Linked DNA regions of Ovis aries: region 2 is linked to region 1. The links are chromatin contacts, called in public Hi-C maps. All regions are on one chromosome and are shown on one strand. Each heading gives the region's core, a stretch centred on a gene start, on an enhancer-like site or on the middle of the called end of the contact. The rest is flanking DNA. Distances are from core to core; before and after follow the strand shown.

What was found. Hi-C and Micro-C count contacts between places; a contact is called where the count stands out from the background.
Region 2: a Hi-C map of liver shows a contact between it and region 1, with 2.5 times the contacts expected there. The contact joins the enhancer-like site here to the promoter of GHRHR in region 1. A contact is called at or near these places in 9 of 16 Hi-C or Micro-C datasets (hypothalamus, liver, mesenteric adipose tissue and 5 more).

The regions. Positions count from the first base shown.
Region 1 is chr4:66,944,562-66,948,991 of ARS-UI_Ramb_v3.0, forward strand. It overlaps GHRHR (growth hormone releasing hormone receptor), which reads right to left and starts at 2,977. Exons shown (of 13, transcript NM_001009454.3): 1 at 2,837-2,977. The coding sequence starts at 2,893.
Region 2 is chr4:67,068,249-67,072,983 of ARS-UI_Ramb_v3.0, forward strand. All of the region lies in intron 5 of MINDY4 (MINDY lysine 48 deubiquitinase 4), which reads right to left. Among named protein-coding and RNA genes, the nearest start is that of MINDY4, 48 kb to the right of the region's middle. Within about 2 kb of position 2,718, at least 29 of the 54 cell types and tissues checked have an H3K27ac peak or open chromatin away from gene starts, as enhancers often do. A contact at or near this core is called in liver and tail adipose tissue, where this site is marked.

The sequences.
Region 1 (4,430 bases), core at 1,727-4,226:
TCACTTTCACTTTTCACTTTTAGGCACTCCAGTGCATAAAACCCACTCCAGTGTTCTTGCCTGGAGAATCCCAGGGACGGGGGAGCCTGGTGGGCTGCTGTCTATGGGGTCACACAGAGTCGGACACGACTGAAGCGACTTAGCAGCAGCAGCATGGCTGGATCTAGGACTTCCCATTTTAACAAGTTCCCCAGGGAGCTTGAGTCAAAGGCAGGAATTCTTAACACCTCTCCCTCCCACTTCCCCAGACTGGAGAAAAGCTGACCATCCAACAGGGCACAGCCCCACACAGACACATGTGAAGGAACTCAGCTTTACAAGACACGCTCCTTACACTGTGAACATGGATCCACAGCCCACGTTTGAATCCAACATGCGCATCAAATTCAATCAGTGTAGATTTCTGTGCCCAAGGATTTACCAGGGAAGAGTGTGGTGAGGAAGGGAGTTAACACTTGGTCCTAATACATCTAATACAAACTGAGCAAGGGCTGGGCAAGCACTATGAGGGCATGGCCCCTCTCACAAGGACTGAGGAGGTGGCATTTGAGCCGAACATATGAAGAGAAAGGAACATATTTTTAGAACGTGCCCAGACAAGAGAGTGGGCAGATGTACCTGAGCTGCGTGAGGGGAGAGCCCTGCCTGTGGCCATCCTCACATCCACATGCACACACACAAGCCCCCAGTGTCTGGCACAGAGTCCATGTCAGCAGGTGGTTCATTAACTCCTAGCGTCCTTTGGCAGGAACCCAGGCGCAGCAAAAGCATAGTGGGTATGAGACAGTGGCTGGGGTCAGAGACTTCAAACACTAGAATGGGAGTAGTCGACAGTAGGTGACCACGTGGAAGGGACCCAAAGGCCAGTGGGCTAGGAGAGGACCTGGAGACCCTGACCAGTAAGGAGGGTCACCCCCAGCAGACCCACCCCTGCAGGGGAGGACACCCCAGTCCTGGCTGGCTGACCCCACTCCCCCAAAGCCAGCTTGGGCTCAGCTCTGCCATCTCCTGCCTGGGCCCTGGGACCTCACGATGCAGATTCCACCTGCAGCTCGGGCTCTGGATCTCCAATCTGGGAACACCTCTTGGCTTCTTCCCAGGACTCAGTGAGCCTAGGGCCACCTCAGAGGAGAGCCCCAGTCTTACCTCCCCAACATGTCCACACAGCAGTCTGATTGTCCACAAGGGGGTAGATGGGGAGGGCGGGGCCTGATATGAGACCATGGGCTCCATCCGCCCCCCTCCCCCTCCACATCTACAATCCCATCCTTCCCTGAGACGCCTTCTCAGGGCCTGACTATGGGACCACCAAGGCCCCTGGTGGGAAGCCTCCCGTCAAAAGGAGAAACAGACAGCCACCACACTTCCCAAGGGAAGAAAAATTCAGGGAAGCTCAACTCATGACCCAGATGTGTGGTCACAGGTGGAAACTGCTAGGGGTGAGAAGACGTGGATCATTCCAAGACTTATCTCAATACTCCGGTTGGATCCCCAGCTCACTGTGGGACCAGGGATCATCTGGCCCACGTCCAGGACCCCACTCCTCCTGAGGGGAGACTGTCATCCTGCATACCTTGGCCTGGCTGACCATGGCTACAGCTGACCTGGGCTCTGTGCAGGACAGAGGCCACACCGGGAGACTGGGGTTTAGTGCTAACCCTGACCCTGGCACCAGTGACTGAGTGACCCCCACAGGATCTCCGTCCCCCTTCTAGAGTAAAGCATTTCCTGTGGGGTGCACACAGATGAGAGGGAGGAAGCCCCACTCTGTGCAGCGCGGGGAGGGAAATAGAAGTCACCCATGATGCGCCGCAGGCCCAGCCTCTGGCAAGTCAGACCCTTCTCCAGGCACAATAGCCCTGGGGGGCAGACGTTATTTTCTTCCTTTACAAAAGAGACAAGTGAGGCTCAGGAAGGGACTTACCTAGGTCACGTGGCGAATTCACAGCACCGGTATCCAAGCTCAAAGGCCGTGCACGGAGAGCAGGTATAGCCCCGGCCACACATACACACTCACACATACATACACTCACACACATGCACACACATTGTCAAACACACACACACTCACATACAAGCCAATGGAGGAAGAGGGCAACCTCAGTCCTGTGAGCTCACAGGAGACTCTGGGAGCCACAGCTTCCAATCTGGGACTGTGTCTCCCATCCTGGTCCCCAAGTCACTGTCACTTGCATTAAACTCTAGGAAAGTACACAAAACATTCAGAGAGGGCCCCTCCTGGCAGCCTGCTCCCTAGCCTTCTAGGCCTCGGGACTGTACCTGATTGTGGAAAGCTACTCAGGGCCCAGGGTGTGCCCTGCGAGGGAAAGGCTCCCAGATGTTGGAAGGGGGAGCAACTTCTCACTTACTACCCAGACACACTCAATCCCTGGCCACACCCTCTTCAAAGGAAGCAATTCAATCAAGTGGCTCCAGGGATCGTGAGGACTGGGAGGGCTCTGCAAGCTTGTCAGAGAAGGAGGTGTGGAGAAAACTCAGGGTGTGAAAGGGAGGCAGAGGTACTGTTTTAGGACAGAGTCTTGCGGCCCCGAGGGTGCAGACAGGCCCTGGGGGATGCAATGGGCAGTTGAACTCAGTTCAACTCCAGGAAGGACGTTTTGCTGTCAGAGGTCCCCAGGGATGAGCAGGCTGCCTGGGAAGGGAGGGGGAGGAGACGTGGGGACCGCAGGTGTCAGGAGTTCTCCAAGCCAGGCCACCAGACTGCTTAGTAGAGAGACTCCTGCGCTGGGGAAGGGCAGTGGGCCCCAGGATGGCCCAGCGGTTCCCAGATCTCAAGCTCAGTGCGGGGCCAGGAGGGTCTGAGCTGGCTACTCACGATTGGCAAGGGGCCCAGCAAGCAGAGGACGCAGGCGCCCCACACCCTGCTGCCCATGGTGGGAGCTCGGCGACGGCTGCCTGGGTCAGCCTCGGTGGCCCTGCGCTCCTTCCACCGTCCCCTGTTGTCACTGCTGCCAGCACGGCCTCTGCTTCTCCTTCCCAGCTGGCTGTCTGCGTAGACAGGAGCCAGTGAAGGGAACAGAACCCACTGAATATTCACCAGGATTACAGAACACCGTGCCCAGCTCCGCCACAGGTTCAGGGTAGAACTCTGCATTCCCGGGGGGAGGGGTTGACTTTGTAAGTCTGCCCATGTCTGTCCTAACATTACCAAGGTCACAGACAAATGGCAGCCACAGGACACCTCTTGCCCCAGTAGGTCAATATTCTTTATAATTTTCTTCTCTGAGCCCAGCCCTCTGAGGCTCCACCGTGGAAAGATTCCCCCCAAATGAAGGAGACTCCGCAAAGAAGAAGGCCTGAGTCCACACTCAGGGAGCCCAGTTTGGTTGTGATCTCAGCCTCATCCACAGGCCTGAAGGATGGGTTCGGAGCCCTGGGGACCCAGCAGAAGTGGGTAGGGTGTCAGTAGAGTCTGGAAAATAGGAATCTTAGAAAAGGAAGTGCAATCATGAAGTCCCCATGCACCCCCATGGGCTGGTCCTAAAGATAGTAGTTTCAGCAAAACCTTGTCTCTGTTCCCAGCAAGGATACCAGTCTGGATGGCGAGGTGAAGTCTGAAGAGACCCAGGCTCTGGACTTTACATGGGGGCTTGTCAAAGTCTCTTCAGAAGTCCATATGGAAACAGGGAAAAACAGGAAGCGTGCAAAAAGATTCACGTAGCTAAGCCATCCTGAGTGGGGGAAAACCAGTGTTATCAGGGGCAGAAACAAGAGAACCTACACAGCAGCTCAGATTAATTTGAGTATTCATTACCCTGTCATTTTTATTATAGTTTCAGACTTTAAAATGAGGGATCTCAGTTGGCCAGGCTAGAAACAGTGTTCTAAATTGCCCAGAACCTTGCACAGCACTGGGGCGTCTGGAAATCACATTAGATCTTCAAGCGTCCCGAAGGTGCCAGTACCTGGCAGGCCCTGCCATCTGTGTGCTGCTGCTGCTCCTGCTAAGTCGCTTCAGTCGTGTCCAACTCTGTGCGACCCCATAGATGGCAGCCCATCAGGCTCTGCCATCCCTGGGATTCTCCAGGCAAGAACACTGGAGTGGGTGGCCATTTCCTTCTCCAATGCCTGACAGTGAAAAGTGAAAGTGAAGTCGCTCAGTCGTGTCCGACTCGTAGCGACCCCATGGACTGCAGCCCACCAGGCTCCTCCGTCCATGGGATTTTCCAGACAAGAGTACTGGAGTGGGGTGCCATTGCCTTCTGTGTGCAGGTCTGCAATCCCAGAGCTTGTCAGGCGGGACTCTGACACACACATTTCCAGCCTGACGCCAATCATGAATGATGGAGCTCCTCGTCCCTGCCACATCTGGACTGAGGAATCATTTTACATCAGCAGGGCTGTGTTTTTCCATTTGTGCTCATCACCAACAAAGAAAAATATTTTGAAAGGAAAGAGAGAAGCACCCC
Region 2 (4,735 bases), core at 1,468-3,967, 120 kb after region 1:
CCACTAAGAGACTAACTGCAGGAGAAGAAAACTGAACCCGGAGGGAAAGAGCAGGATGCAAACAACGGCAGAAAAGAAAGCTGTGAACATGTAGATGAACCTAAAAGAGAGCTGGTAATAACAACTAACCTAGAGAAAGTTTTTGAAAACAAAGGGACAATACTAGACAATAGGAAACAAGGGAGCCTGGGAGGGGGAAATGATCAGAATTAAAGCTTTCTAAAATCCTTGCATTTCTTTTGAGGGAGCAGAGATATTGATTAAACTGAAAACTTTAAGTCATCTCAGCTAACACATAGCAATTACTCTGCCAGATACTATTCTCAGCACTTGATGTATTAACTTGTTGAGTTCTCACCACAAATGTTTGAGGCAGGACAATCATTAACCATTTTACAGAGGTTCATGTTGGGCTAAATTTTCATGTCGAATTCCTCCTTTTGTTATTCTGTAACAAGTAGGTTTATCACTCGTAATGTTTTTCATCCTATTTTGATTTTTATCCAATAGCGTTTAGCTACATTAGCTTTTAAATGGTTGGCATCCAAGTGATTTATTTTTTCCCTGTTTCCCTGTGCTTGGTTGTTCTCCTTTTTTCCACATGTATCATATGAAATACCGTGGTGCTAATTGAAAAAATCGATTTGAGTGTCTCTGTCTTTTAACTGGCGAGTTTAATTTGTGCATCTTTAATGTAATTACTGATATACTTGAAGTTATTTGTCCTGTTATATTTCACACTTTCCTTCTGCCATACTTTTACTTCCTTTGTTTTCTTCTTAAAAAAAACAATCAGCCATTTTAAAGTGAACAATCCAGCGGCATATAATGCATCCACAAATTTGCGTAACCACCACCTCTTGGTAAAGAATCTGCCTGCAATGCAGGAGACCTGGTTTCGATCCCTGGGCTGGGAAGATCCCCTGGAGAAGAGAAAGGCTACCCACTCCAGTATTCCTGTCCTCACAACAGTGACTCTGCACAGCCCTGGCCTTAAAGGCTCTTATTAAAGATTGAACTTCAGAAGGGGTTAGCCTTAGTGAGGGGGATCCCTGAGGGCAAGCGAATATAAAAAGAACTTTAAACAAAGTTCTCCATAGAAGAAAAGATTTCTTCTTTCGATTTTCCTGCTCTCTGTTTCCCTCTGGCTTCCCAAACTCCCCCAGAAGAAGGTGCAAGGTGCAGAATCACGGTGAGTTAGACTTGGAAGGCACTTGGATAGTCACCTGGCATAACCTTTGGGCTTACAGATTAGGAAACCACGCTCTGGAGTAAGAAAGGGGGCTCCGCCAGTGTCTCCACCTTCTGGGTGCTCAGCCCGAGGGATCCACGTCCCAGCCTCGGGAAGAGCTCCACCTTCCTGGGCCGCCACATCCACAGGCGTTTTTAAAATTAAGCCGTCAAAGAACAGGAGGTCTCATCAAGGGCTGGGTTATCAAGAAGTCATCGTGTGTACACATCTCGGTTTTATACCCGGCAGTTGTCAGTTCTCCAACTGTTGACCTTCAACATATAAAAGGAATCTTTTTTTTTTTCCCCTCTCTTTTCTCTTACGGATGTGGAAAACCTGACTAGAACTGCCTGGTCTGACATTTCCTGTGAGAAAGCACTCTGCTTGGATACTGTGAAAGCAATCTGCCTTAACAATTCAGCCCAAATAAATTATCTTCCTGAAACGAGTGAATGACTTTAATTGGGAATTGGGCTGCATACCCAAGACTCTCTCATCCGGGCTGGACAAAGGTGGGACAAAGATAGGGATCGCCTGGTGAGAACGGACTGGGAGGGGGGTCCCCAACGGCCCTGCATCCTCCTGGAAAAGCCATCGGCTTGGCCCATTGAGCTGGAGAGAACACACGTACTCTAACCTGAACCATTGTTTTTGTGGGGTGAAGATCTCTCAGTTCAACTATCTTTCTGTGTGCGTCCCTCCCCACAAACTCTGGCACACACACCCTTGGCCAGAAGCGTGCAGAGCCAGAGCAAGATTGAAAACCAAGGCCGACAATTCTCCTTCCCTGAGCAGGGCTGGATTCTGGCACATTCCAGGAACAGAGAAGAAATTTACCCTGGGTAACCGAAGCATCAGACTGGGAGAGTTCCTCAAGGGCACACAATTCGCAAAACAAAACTGTACCAGCTGTGACCTTCCTTCATGTTATTCTCCCAATTTGGTACAAGGCCTTGGCATACAACTAGTATTCAACGGATGCTCCCTCTGGAAGCTGAGCGGGTGTCCGGAGTAGCCAGTGCCTTGTCCAGGGAATCTTCCAGACCCAGGGATTGAACCGGGGTCTCCCGCATTACAGGCAGACTCTTTACGGTCTGAATTCTCTACCAGGGAAGCCTCACCCAGATAAGGCTCATGCCTCTGTAAGGGCTGGAAACGCTAACTCAGACCATCTAATCTAATCCTGCCACTCTGTCAGGGGTGGGAAGGGGAGAGAGAGCTTTTACTTAGAAACCCTGTGTAGTGGGCAAAGCCAGAAACAGAACTTTAGGCTCCAGACTCTCACCACAGGTCATTCTCATCTATCCCTTGTTGGATGTTGGAGGCACCAACGGTGTTTTCTAAAGACCCAAAATGCACTGGGTCAGGGTGGTTGCTCTCCCCATAATGAATGCACACCAGCAGGATCTGTGGCTCTCCCAATTCCTATCTTTCTGCCCCTCTCGCAGGCTGCAGTTTCCTGGGTGTGGCTGAACTCAGCTCCACAAGGTGACTGGTGCCGAGCGGCAGGCATTGCTCAACAGGCAGTGAAAACGTGGGTAGAGAGGAGGTGGCTCCAGGGGAAGAAAAATATCCTCTTGAAGGACAAGTGGTCTCCCTGGAGTACAGCTCTGGGATGCGGCCAGATCACTGAGTAATCACTCATTCACCACCCGCACTGTGCAGCTCACCAGGCAGAATGCTGCCAGCCCACGGTCCTCCTTCCCCTTGGCCTCCCCTCCTCCCCTCTGCCCACCAGCACGTGGCTGCGTGGCTCGGCCAAGCCCAACCATTGTGGAATGCTTGTTGTTGTTGTTGTTCAGTCACTAAGTCTTGTCCTACTTTTTGCGACCCCATGGACTACAGCCCTCCGGCTCCTTTGTTCATGGGATTGATTCTCCAGGCAAGAATACCAGAGTGAGTTGCCATTTCCTTCTCCAGGGGATCTTCCCGACCCAGAGAGCAAATCCGCATCTCCTGCACTGGCAGGCGGGTCCTTTACCTCTGAGCCACCTGGGAAGACCCTGTGGGATGCTGGAAGAGCCCAATCACCAGGGCTGGAGCGAGAGGCATGAGGTGGTACCTGGCCCACACCAGCAGCCTCGCCCCCTCCCACCAGGAGCCCCAGACTGCGCACCCAGCAGGAGGGATCACTAAGGCTGTCTCTGATTAGGGCTCCCCACTGTGGAGTGAAGACCTAAGGGGATGATTCCGTCAGAGACACAGATTCCCCCAGCCCTGCCCTCCCCAAGTCTCGTGTGACAGCCCAGGATGGAAAGGATTGCCTCTTGGCCCTGTCCCAGGAAGTCCAAAGTCACACTCGGACTTATAAAAGGGAAGGTTCCAAAGTGTGCCTGAAAGGCATTACATAAGAGTTGCCGCCGGTCTCCATCGTGGATTGGAAAGCTGTGCGGAGATATTTACTTAGCTGCTAGGAGAAGCTGCTCTTTGGCACCACAGCTGCTCTTTACTGTCCAAATAAAGGACAACACACCCTGGGAAGGAGCTGTCCCAATGAAAGTGGGACTTTTTCCGAGTCCCATTAAATGTTAAACCCACTTGAGTTCTGTTTGATAAAATAGGCCAAAGGGTGGCTTAAAACAACTTTTGGGGTGAAATATTTTCATTTTGAACTCACAAAACGTTTCCCTGCATTAAGCATTAATAAAAGGGCCTAAAGCAGCAAGTCTGAAACAACACTGTCTGGGTCCAAGGTTAACTTCATATCAATTTGAAAATAAAGAAACTGGGGTTCATTTGCTTTTCAAAAAGGTGAGGAGGTGTACACTTGAATAACACCTTTTTTCTGGAGCTCCTGTCTTTCCCCAAGCAGACGTAGATGAATCCTCCCTTGCCCTGAGCTTCCACTGTCCTTTCTGTGACAGTCTAAGGGTTCTAATTTTTGTCTTTACAATAAGAAGTGTTTATTTGGGTGCTTATTTCTACTTTACCAAGCACTTTGAAAGCACAGGTTTTTTGTTTGTTTGTTTGTTTTTTCTCATAGGCAGCTTGGCTGCAGAGAAGCAGCAAAGGGACGTTTTAGCCCTCATTTCAAAAATGAGGACACTGAGGTTTGGAAAGTCAGAAATATTCCAACACAGACCAGTCCTTGGCACACAGGTCTATGACCAAATGGGAGCCATAGGTAACAATATAGTGAATCTTTCCTTAGGTTTAATTTGTTCATTTCAAAGCTGGGACTTTTCTTTCAAGATTGGATATATATTTAAATTTTACATAATAGTTCTAATGTTCTTACTTAGAAAGAAAAACAAATAATAATAACAAACTGAAGAGTATCTGATTTCAGTTCAGTTCAGTTCAGTCGCTCACTCGTGTCCGACTCTTTGCGACCCCATGGATTGCAGCTCACCAGGCTTCCCTGTCCATCACCAACTCCTGGAGCTTACTCAGACTCATGTCCGTTGAGTCCGTGATGCCATCCAACCACCTCGTCTTCTGTCATCCCCTTCTCCTCCTGCTTACAATCTTTCCCAGCATCAAGGTCTTTTCCAATGAGTCAGT